2 separate regions of the Mus musculus genome follow, and region 2 is linked to region 1. The links are chromatin contacts, called in public Hi-C maps. All regions are on one chromosome and are shown on one strand. The core of a region is the stretch at or near the end of the contact, and the rest is flanking DNA. Distances in the headings are between cores, read along the strand shown. Region 1 has its middle 56 kb from the start of Gm27572. Region 2 overlaps Pde4d (phosphodiesterase 4D, cAMP specific).

Region 1 (4,988 bases), core at 2,105-4,604:
ACCCAATAATATTTTTGAATGTTCCTTGTCTCACCATGCTTTGTCTGACGTTATTTTTATTAATTTTTATTACTTTTCTCTTATAGATTTTTGCATATGTATTATGATTTCCAGTGTTATGTTTTTTGTGTGATTTCTGTGTGTGCAAATGTGTGTTTCTCTGTGCCTTTGTGTATTTCTTGTGCTTTGGTGGGGGCTCTCTTTTCTCCTGGTAGCTTTTTTTTTTTTGCTTCATCCTATTCTATCACATTTGTTTTAATTTTATCTTATTTTTACTGTTTTTATATGTCTGTTTTTATTCTAATGAGACTGAGAAAGAAAGGGTATAGATCTGGGTGGGTGGAGAATTTGGGAGGACCTGGAAGGTATTTGCAGAAGGGGAAACTGTAGTCATAATATATTGTATGGAAATAAATCTATTTTCAATAAAAGGAAGAAAAAAATTCTGCTGCTTCTGATCAACAACAACTCTTAGTAACCAGCTCCTAGTTTGACATGAATCAGGGCCCTAGTAACTCAGGAGATGGGTCCTCTATGCCACACCTATCACTGGAAATTTACAAGAGATATCCTAGTCCAGCATCAGGACAGAAGGTAAAGTGCAGTAAAGCAAAACATGGGCTAAGTTGTTAAAATAAAGGAGAGGGCGGGGACCGGACAAGGTTTCAGAGAAGAAGGTCTTAGATTATTGTTTGATGGACATACAGTAAGTCTCCCGATGGGTGAGGTATTTGGGGGATGGCAATTCTGCAGAAGGAATAGCCCGCACAAAAGCACTATGGTATGGAACCTGAAGACCTCCTTAGGAAAGTGTAAGACGTGCATGTTGGGCAGAAAGCAGGAAGGTTGTTGGAGAGTACTAGTGAGGTAAGAACAGACAGGAGGCAGAGTCACCCACAGAAGCACTGCTCCACATAAGCTCTTAGAGCAGACTGCTGCCTTTGGGTAGCCCATGGGTCATAGCTCTTTCAAGATCTAAGCATCTAAGAGGGGAATAAAAAAAATAATAAAACAGAGTAGAGCTTCTCTATAAACATCCTGAAGCTGAGATACTATTGCATTTTAGATATAAGATTATGCCATAGCCAAAATATTCATCTTTGGCTTTTAAAAAGTAGCTGAAAGTGGGATAGAAGAGGCCATGTGGTGGTTAAGAGCACCTGCTATTCCTGCGAAGGATTGGAGTTCAGTTCCAGCACCCACGTCCTCAGCTTATAACCACCAAACGCTCTACTTTCAACAGATCTGATCCTTTCTTCTAGTCTTTGTGGCCACACATACATATACATATTCACAGTCACACACAGAGGTACACACATTTTATACATTACATAAATATAATTATATATACATATATAATTTATAAACATAATTTTAAAATAATAATTAAATAGCAGGAAGTAATACAACAAACAGAGGAGTCATATGACCCAGTTTCTGAGTTAGAACAATTAGCCAATCCACACTGTTATAAATGGATTAGGATCAGATAAGGCTGGTGGAAGAATGTAACATTACCTGGACTAACAAAACTGCCTGCCAAGAGATTATCAAAAGAGATAAGAGTGATTCAAACCATCAAACATTTAAAGGAAGCATTAGTTCCAGCCAACCAGAGATAGAGAAGTCAATGCCACTTTATATTGGTTTTTCAAGGTAAAACTTGAAAAGCAAAGATAAATTTCTTAGAGAATTATTGTCAGGATAAATAAAAAACCATCTGGAAGACATGTGCAGTTAAATTGTTACACTGTTAAACACCAGGAAAAAACATTCCAGATCGGTTAATATTTAAATGTAAACTAAGCAAAAAAAAAAAAAAAAAAAAAGTAGTGGGAGAAAATGTAGAAAAGGTGTATATAATCTTGGGAAAAGCAGAAACATCAAAAGGGAGTCACCCTGGGCTAACCAGGAGGAAATGGAAGGACACTCATCAACTCCTACCAAGTTCCAAATGTGCACAATGGTGAAGGCACGGGGGTCTATCACACAATTCCACACCCAACATACATGAGCCTATACATACTACACATACAGCTTAGCACTCAGCATGGTGGCACACTCCTTCAGTGGCAGACAGGGGCAAAGGAAAGAAAGTAGCAAGCTGTGGCCAGCCTACATCATACTCTATCTCAAAAAATGAAACAAAACAATGCTTAGTCTTCATGCAATTCGTTTTCAAAGGCGGAGGGGCAGCGAGTGGCTTAGCCTGCAATGGCCCTTGCAGTACAAGTGTGGTGACTTGAGCTGGTCCCCTGAATCCACACAAATGTCCAAGGAGAGGCCACGCCATGACACTGTCCTGTGACCTCCCCACATGTGTTGCAGCATTCGCGTGCCCTTCTATCGTATAAACATACATACATGGAATAAAAATTAATAAAGTGGTTTCCTTCTTAAACAAAAAAAACAAAAAAATATTTAACTCCATGTAAATAGATTTCACAGGTAAAAATTGTTTAAAGGAAAAATGCCGAAAGTAAAGATGAAACTGTTTACATTGGAGCCAATCCACAGATTTTTACTTGTGTCGTCTTTAAATGTCCGTAGAATTAACTCGAAAATAAGCCTCCCAAGAGTAAAATAGACAAAGAATATTAATAGGCAAGTCTCAGGAGGCAAAAACTGCCCAGTCTCACTAACAATTTAAGAAACACAAATAAGCAAAACACTATTTCTTCTGGGTCAAGTTGACAGAGTTTTTAACTCCTTGAGTTATGGGAAAATATACGTCCATCCACATGTCTCATGGAAAAATAAATGAAGGAGAGAAAATGTCTGGAGAACAATTATATAGAAAGCAAGGAATACATAAGTCAGGCTCTGCTTCTAGAAGAGTGTCTAATGGAAATGATCCGATTCACCGGCCAGGGGCACACAATAATTTTTTACATAGTTTAAATTTGATTGGATAAATGAGTGTCCTCTAACCATAAGAACATTCTATTCTAAAGCTTGTGTTGGTGGGGAATATTTAACAGGAAGGAAAGACATTCAGACTAAGTTTGTTAAAAGAGAAAAATGAGTATCAAGTCGTACCATCAATCAAGAAAATGTAGGTTGGCTGAGATACTAATTTAAATTATCATTCACTTGCATGGTTGTAGTCAATAATAGGCAGACTATTAGTAGTAGTGGTGGCAATCTTAGAAATGACAACAGAAAAAATACACAGCAACTAAGCAACCAGCAGTTCAACTCTCATGTTAACAGTTAATAACAAAATTCAAACAGTTGGGTTTCTGCAAACCTTCTGCTGCTGTGAGATGACGGGCCGGTGACGCTCCCTCACTTCAGCAACTTCCACCCAGTCCTTCTCTCTTCCCTAAACTCTGACTCAGAGGACACAGGAAAACTGCCTGCCCTTTGACACAGGAAGGAAGAAGGAAGAAAGTGGCTGTGACTACACTCTCCTGAGGACCTCCCAAGTTCTCTGGGAGTGACACATACGAAAGAAAATGGGGAAATACTGACCCAGATCTGTGAGCTGTGGGGACAGACAGCCCTGATGTAATTTAACACAGGATACTCAAACGCCTTTTAGTGCTTTCTCTATCTCTTAAGGCACACTGGATATTAAGAATACAAGTTTGTATGAAACAGGGCAAATGGCAGGCTCTCATTCTTTTCCAATACAATGTTTCACCCCCAAAGATCTATATGGAGTCTCTGAGGATCTAAAAATAACACATGGATAATGTCAACAATCAAAAAAATCATATTTAAAACCTGTATTTTATTTGTATATTTTTACCTGGCGCTTACAGCCAGTGACATTCATATGTATCAATGGTAAAGACATGTTTCTATTTAACTCACGCTTATAGGCTAGTTACGTTTGTAGTTGTTAATTTCTTTGCTCCTGCTGCTGTGCTTTCTAAACTGCACACATGAGATCATTGAGAAATACTAACTCTATACTGGGCGAGAGTGAGAATAGCTACCTGAAATAGGGGGTGGTAGTGGGGGGTGGGAAGACCATTAAACACCCACACAGCCCATTGTGTGTTTAACAACGGAAGTTACCTCAAAGGTTACAGACTGGGGTAGGAACTGTGCTATTTGCCGATGGTGGAGAAGGAAAAAATCCCAAAGATACATAGAGCTCACTCTAAATATTTGCCACCCTGTGTTACTTAAGACCAGAGGGCATTAGCAGGGGTGAGCTGAGAACACAGAGGTCTCCAGGCTACAGGATCCAGTTTCCTTAGTCAACAGCGTGTAGTTAAATAACAGTGCCTAAGGGTTTCAGAAGAACTACAGGACTCTGCTATATCCCTGAGAGGTACCTATAATACTAAGCACGATCCTTTGGGGATATAGATTTTTAATTTATTACACTCTATGTCAACTCAGTTATTTTAGCTGGTATCCATCATGATATTATTTACTATCATTTGTTTGTGATTTCATTCATAAAACCTGCTTGATTCTATTCTGCTGGTGTTTATACTCGCTTCAGTGAGGAGAAAATAGCAAAAGGTATTTTGTAAGGAGAAAATGAAATTATTAGCCAGTTTCAGGAACTTACATTTGATGAAGAAGGCACTGTGCATGTTAATTATATCTGACTTTTCTTCATACTCAGAAATTCCAAGAACAATTATTTTAAAGCGAAGTCATACACTTACCAGAATAACACAGAACAAACCATAGTGTTAAAATATCTGACGGTATCTCTGGGAGCAGAATTATTAGTTCATAAATTCAAGGCAGACACATAGGCACCTGATCCACAAAAACATTCATTTTACTCTACAGAGAAAATAAAAACCCTTCAGTCCTATTTTGACAACGCGTGCGCGCGCGCACACACACACACACACACACACACACACACACATACACTTACACACATCTTTGCCATTATACCAGTCAGAGGCGCTTAGGCTGTGTGAGCAGGTTTTTTATATATTCAGAGAAAAAAAAAATACACTTTCATTCTGAGGATGCTCACTGGGTTCCTCCCATCCTCCAGCCACAAACAC
Region 2 (5,012 bases), core at 647-3,146, 220 kb before region 1:
GAACCACAGCATGGATGGTTTTTAGACCATTGATTGTATTTTGTAGAACCAGACTAAAACTGTTTTCCCTAATAAAAATCAACTTTATCACGAATTCATTGTTTTTAATAGCTGAGTAGAACTCCATTGTGTAAATGTAACACATTTTCTGTATCCATTCCTCTTTTGAGGGACATCTGGGTTCTTTCCAGCTTCTGGCTATTATAAATAAGGCTGCTATGAACATAGTGGAGCATGTGTCATTACATGTTGGAGCATCTTCTGGGTATATGCCCAGTATTGCTGGGTCCTCAGGTATGTTCTGTCTACACCCATACAAACATGGCATATACTCACATAGACAAATACATATGCACACAAGTAAAAATAAAAAGGCCTAAAGCCATATAATTTATCCTAGTCTCAATTTCAAAAAAGTACCCAGGGGGGGGGGAAACCTATAATTTAAGCCCATAGATAGCCCAGACCTCAAATTAGAAACTGTATTTCACTTGGCCTCAAAGAAATCCTTCAGAATTTTCTAGATTCTCTCAGAAATCCTTTTATTCTGCAGTTTCCTCTAGATCACACATACAAAAATCACTTCCTATTTAAGTTTTCTCTGTTTACTCTCAACAAATCCCACTAGCTTGCATCTTCATTTACATTCATTTGTTGGAACTTTTCTAAATGCTTGCTATGTTTTAAATTCTAGAGATGTGACTAAAATCCAAACAAACTCCTGAACTCATGTTTTAAAAAATCTATAAAAGTAATAAACAAATTAATAAATTTATTTTAGATTCAACTGTACAAAATGGTCAACATTCGGCTCTTCCTGACCCACCGCGAGACAATTTCCTATGATTCAACTTAATAGGATGTGGCAATCTGTAGTCCTAAGAGCTGGGGGTGGGGAGAAGATGGCAGGGGAAGTGGAAGGAAAGCGATGGGGAATGTGTGAATGTTCTATTTTAGACAGCACAGCCATAAAAGCCTCTCTTCTAAAGTGCCAGTTGGACAGAGACAGGAGGGACGTGAGGAAATGAGTCATGTGGACCTCTGGAGGAAGAAGATTCTAATTGAGGGAAATGTAGGTGGAAAGGCTCTGAGAAGGAGTGTACGTACACAGCATATTTCAAGGAACCTCAGGGAAGGCAGAGGTACCGGGATGAAGGCTCAGAGAGTAAGAGTGGAGCAAGATAAAAACGACAGGGGTCCGAAGCAGCCTGGGAGTACCGTGGCAGTTGCAGTAAGAATGTCTGACTCACCCCTAAGGAGGTTCCTAGGAAGAACTTTGGTGACCTGGCAACTTTTGGTTTTAGTAATGAGAGACTTGAAACTTTAGGAACTTTACTTCCAGAGTAGAGCAAACAAAACAGGATAGATCCTAGACCATCCCAACTCACCCAGAACAGTTCTAATCTTTCTTTCAAAAACATCTTTCTCCATCAATTCCCCAAGTATAGTGCCAAACTTCCATGTATTGGCCATTTATTGATACAGTTATCACAACCATCTGTCAGCTTCTGATTCCAAAAAGAAATGTCCACATCTTCCTAAATTCAGACCCCCCACCCCCAACTCTGCACTTGCCTGACCCCACAGCCTTACATCTTTGTTCTGGGTTGCCCTCAGGAAAGGGGCGACATACCTGATCCACTTACAGCTGGCAGCCACCATGCAAGAAGCACCACCACAGAGGGGACATGTGGCTCCAACAGCCACAACTGTGCTTTCAGTCTCTTCCTAGACTGCTAACTGACAAGTAGGTGTGGCCTAAGTCATGGCAGGAAAGGGCCATCCTTGGCCCACTGCCAGGCAAGGTGGCTTTTCTGAGGCACCCCTAACCCTATTCCTATAGCTAGGCCACTCCTGCAGATGTTTCTCCACTCTGCAACTCTCCTCAGAAGGAAGTTGCTCAGGAGATTACAAGCCTTGGGGAGAAGCTGACCACAGCTCCACAGCATGAGGCTACTACAGCTTCTGCAACTTTTGGCCCTGTTTGCTTTATATCTTCATATAGGAGGAGGTGTCTTCTAGTAAGCATTTAGGTCACAACAAGTAATCGACCTTGTCACTAAGGCATAATTGTCAGAACAGAAACTTATGCCTGGTTCTCAGTACAATGGGCCATTCAAGAACAAATAAAATGCAATTGGTTCCAGTGACACAATCACCAACTGTAATTCTGTAATTTTTTTTATAAAAACCTTAAAGTTTAGTCTACTTGTAATATGCAAAATAGCTGAGGAGAAGGCATGACATTCAAATGTCACTAAATTACTGCTCAGCTCCAAGAGCTCACATACTTAAGATCTAACAGCTTGGAGCCTACGTAAGGTCACGAGAAATAGAATTGAAATGAATATTGAAAACCTATTCTCCACAAAGGTGCTCTGAGGAAGTATAAGCAGGCATACCTTTTTATGAAGAAAAACAATTCATTTGTACTGGAAAATGGAGTGAGAAAACAAATATCCAAATATTTCTCTACTCATAAACTCAGAAGAACCACACATCTTAAATATTCTAAGTTAAGCTAGATATTAGAATTTAAAGGGTTAGAAATTACAGTCCCACTTACTACTCAAAGCATGAATAAGTCCAAATAATGAAAAAGAAATTTAAAATAACTGCCTGAAAATCCCTTTATATGATCATCGTTCTCCTGCTAAAACGGGAAGATCTCGCAGTGCTCCACCTTGCACCCTGACCCAGATGGCTGTAAGCCCTTTTCTGTAAATATAAATGCTATCATCACACTCATATACTATGCTGAAAACCAGAGTCAGTGTTAAGAAAAAGTCCTTTGCAGAGTAGATATTGTTTGATTGTGAAGTGTCATCTGATGTTCTTTGCAAATGATAGGCGAACAATCATTTTGAGATAGTTTAACTTGACTACTCATTGCATGTAAAAGCACATTCTTCTTATGAGCTCATGAGAATATGTATCTTTAGAAACATCATCAAGATTTAAAAGGTATCACCAAGAAGGCAACCACCTGGGTCTGGACTCAAAGAAGTTCTGAGACTTGTACACAAGGGCCAGTATAGCACTAGACCTTTGTACTCCTAATGTTGAATATCTCCTTCAGCTGTTCAATAGGGTGATACATTAGTCAGCCTACCAGTGCTGTGTATAAAGAAGGAGTTTATTTAGATCATCATTTTAGAGATTCAGAGTCCAAGATGAGGCCAAACGACTTTTCTAGCCTCTAGTGAGAGCAGGATATTTTGACACATTCTACTTGAAACCTACGTAGAACCAAGTAATCACACCCCCCTAAAAAAATCAGAGAGAAAGAGCACGGGAGGGGCCATGATTGTTCCTGTTATAATAATCCTCTCATGAAAATTCAAGTCACTAGCATCCATTTCACACAAGATTTGCCAAAGGATCATATTTAAATCTCCAACTCCTTTAAATCTCTCCAGTGAACTCAGAACCTTCTATCAGATCCTATCTCCTAAAGGTTCCATCACCTTCCGATAGCACATTGAAGACTTTACACCAGGCCCTTGGAATACCAATCATGTTCAAACTAAGCTAAACTAAATCGGAAGGACTGGGATGGAAAATGTAACTGCACTCTAAAGCACAGAAATAGCCAGGCATGGCGACACATTCTTTTAATGTCAGCCCTCAGGAGGCAGAAGCACCAGTTTGGTCTACGTGGAAGTATATATTTCTCACCTATAAATAATTTCTTGTATTTATTTATTTTCATGTATGTTTAATTGAAATAGAATTTATATTACGTTTCTCCATTCATTTCCTCCCTCCAGCTCCTCCCAGCTACCCTCTCTCAAACTCCTCCCATTTCTGACCCAACCCTCAAGCTGATCTCATTTTTTTTCCTTTGACTATTTTTGTCGAGTTGTATGTATATATGTATGTAAACATGTATGTATGCATATATGTATGTATATGCACAAACATTGATAAAAACAACTTGCTGAGTCCACTTGTAGTTTGTTTTGTAGGTTTGTGTATGTATCTAGTTCCAGAGCTGATCTCTCTTCATTGATCCATATAAGTAGATAATTTGAGACACTGCTTATACCATGCTTAAGCCTTATTTTCTGTTTTATATCATCATTTGGTAGATTATCAACAGAAATAGTATATACAGACCACAGGTCTATTTAACTCCTACTACTTGGGACTTGAATAGCACTTTGAAAAGATACAATCCTATTTTGGTTACTGTATGTTATTTGTTGGATTAAGCATTTATTGGATTAAGTCAATGCAAAAATCCACTGACTACAAAGAACTCACCAGCAAAGACACAAAATACTGAAGAAAATTAGCATTCAGAGTCAATTTGTCAGAATTAACCAGGTACAAAGCTACCCAGAAAAAGCCCATGGCTCTGCTGATGGCAGCTGCTCTGCAGATCTCAAGCATTTTAATTTTTAATTTTGGCTACTACCGCACAGGCTCTTTGCACCTTGCCCTAGAGGTTCTGAGTAAATGTCTTTTATTTTTAGTTATTTTTCTCCCTCAGAACAGGATTCCATGCACACGTCATTCCCCGGACAAGCTAAGGGTCACTGCCATCTCACCCCTTCCTCTGTACTCTCCTGTATGCAATTAAAATAACAATAAGCCCAGAAATGTGTTTTTTTCCCTAGCAGAACAAGTCACTTCCCTGGGCTCGATGGGTGTGCCTTTAGACTGAGCTTGCTTTGTAACATGAGGTTGCTCCTTTTGGTAGATTGGAGGGTGCTCCAGGCTTTTTTGGTAGATTGGAAGGTGCTCCAGGCTTGAGAGGCTGTCTCAATTTTACAGTGAAAAGAAAACAACCCCAGGCAGTGAATTCATTGAAAGAAAGCTATTGGAGCCGGAGCCTGAGCTGTGCGGGCAAAAGCCGTCATATTAATTAATATATTATCCACTCCCATTATAGAAGCTCAGACAATATCCAACAGAACCAAAATGCTTTCAAAGAGTGCTGAAGTCAAGGACATTAAGCCAAAGGGAGAAAAATGTCTTGATGGCTTTCAATACAGTAATTCAAAGGT

The links. A called contact is a pair of places that touch in the nucleus more often than the background predicts.
Region 2: a contact with region 1 is called in a Hi-C map of bone marrow-derived macrophages, with 2.8 times the contacts expected there. The contact joins two enhancer-like sites. A contact is called at or near these places in 2 of 484 Hi-C or Micro-C datasets (bone marrow-derived macrophages and macrophages) and 1 of 115 datasets of contacts at active chromatin or transcription factors (bone marrow-derived macrophages).

What each region holds. Positions count from the first base shown.
Region 1 is chr13:108,551,622-108,556,609 of GRCm38.p6, reverse strand. No RefSeq gene overlaps it. Among named protein-coding and RNA genes, the nearest start is that of Gm27572, 56 kb to the right of the region's middle. Within about 2 kb of position 3,354, at least 12 of the 459 cell types and tissues checked have an H3K27ac peak or open chromatin away from gene starts, as enhancers often do. A contact at or near this core is called in bone marrow-derived macrophages, where this site is marked.
Region 2 is chr13:108,772,020-108,777,031 of GRCm38.p6, reverse strand. The region is part of intron 1 of Pde4d (phosphodiesterase 4D, cAMP specific); the gene reads right to left. Among named protein-coding and RNA genes, the nearest start is that of Pde4d, 120 kb to the right of the region's middle. Within about 2 kb of position 1,896, at least 78 of the 459 cell types and tissues checked have an H3K27ac peak or open chromatin away from gene starts, as enhancers often do. A contact at or near this core is called in bone marrow-derived macrophages, where this site is marked.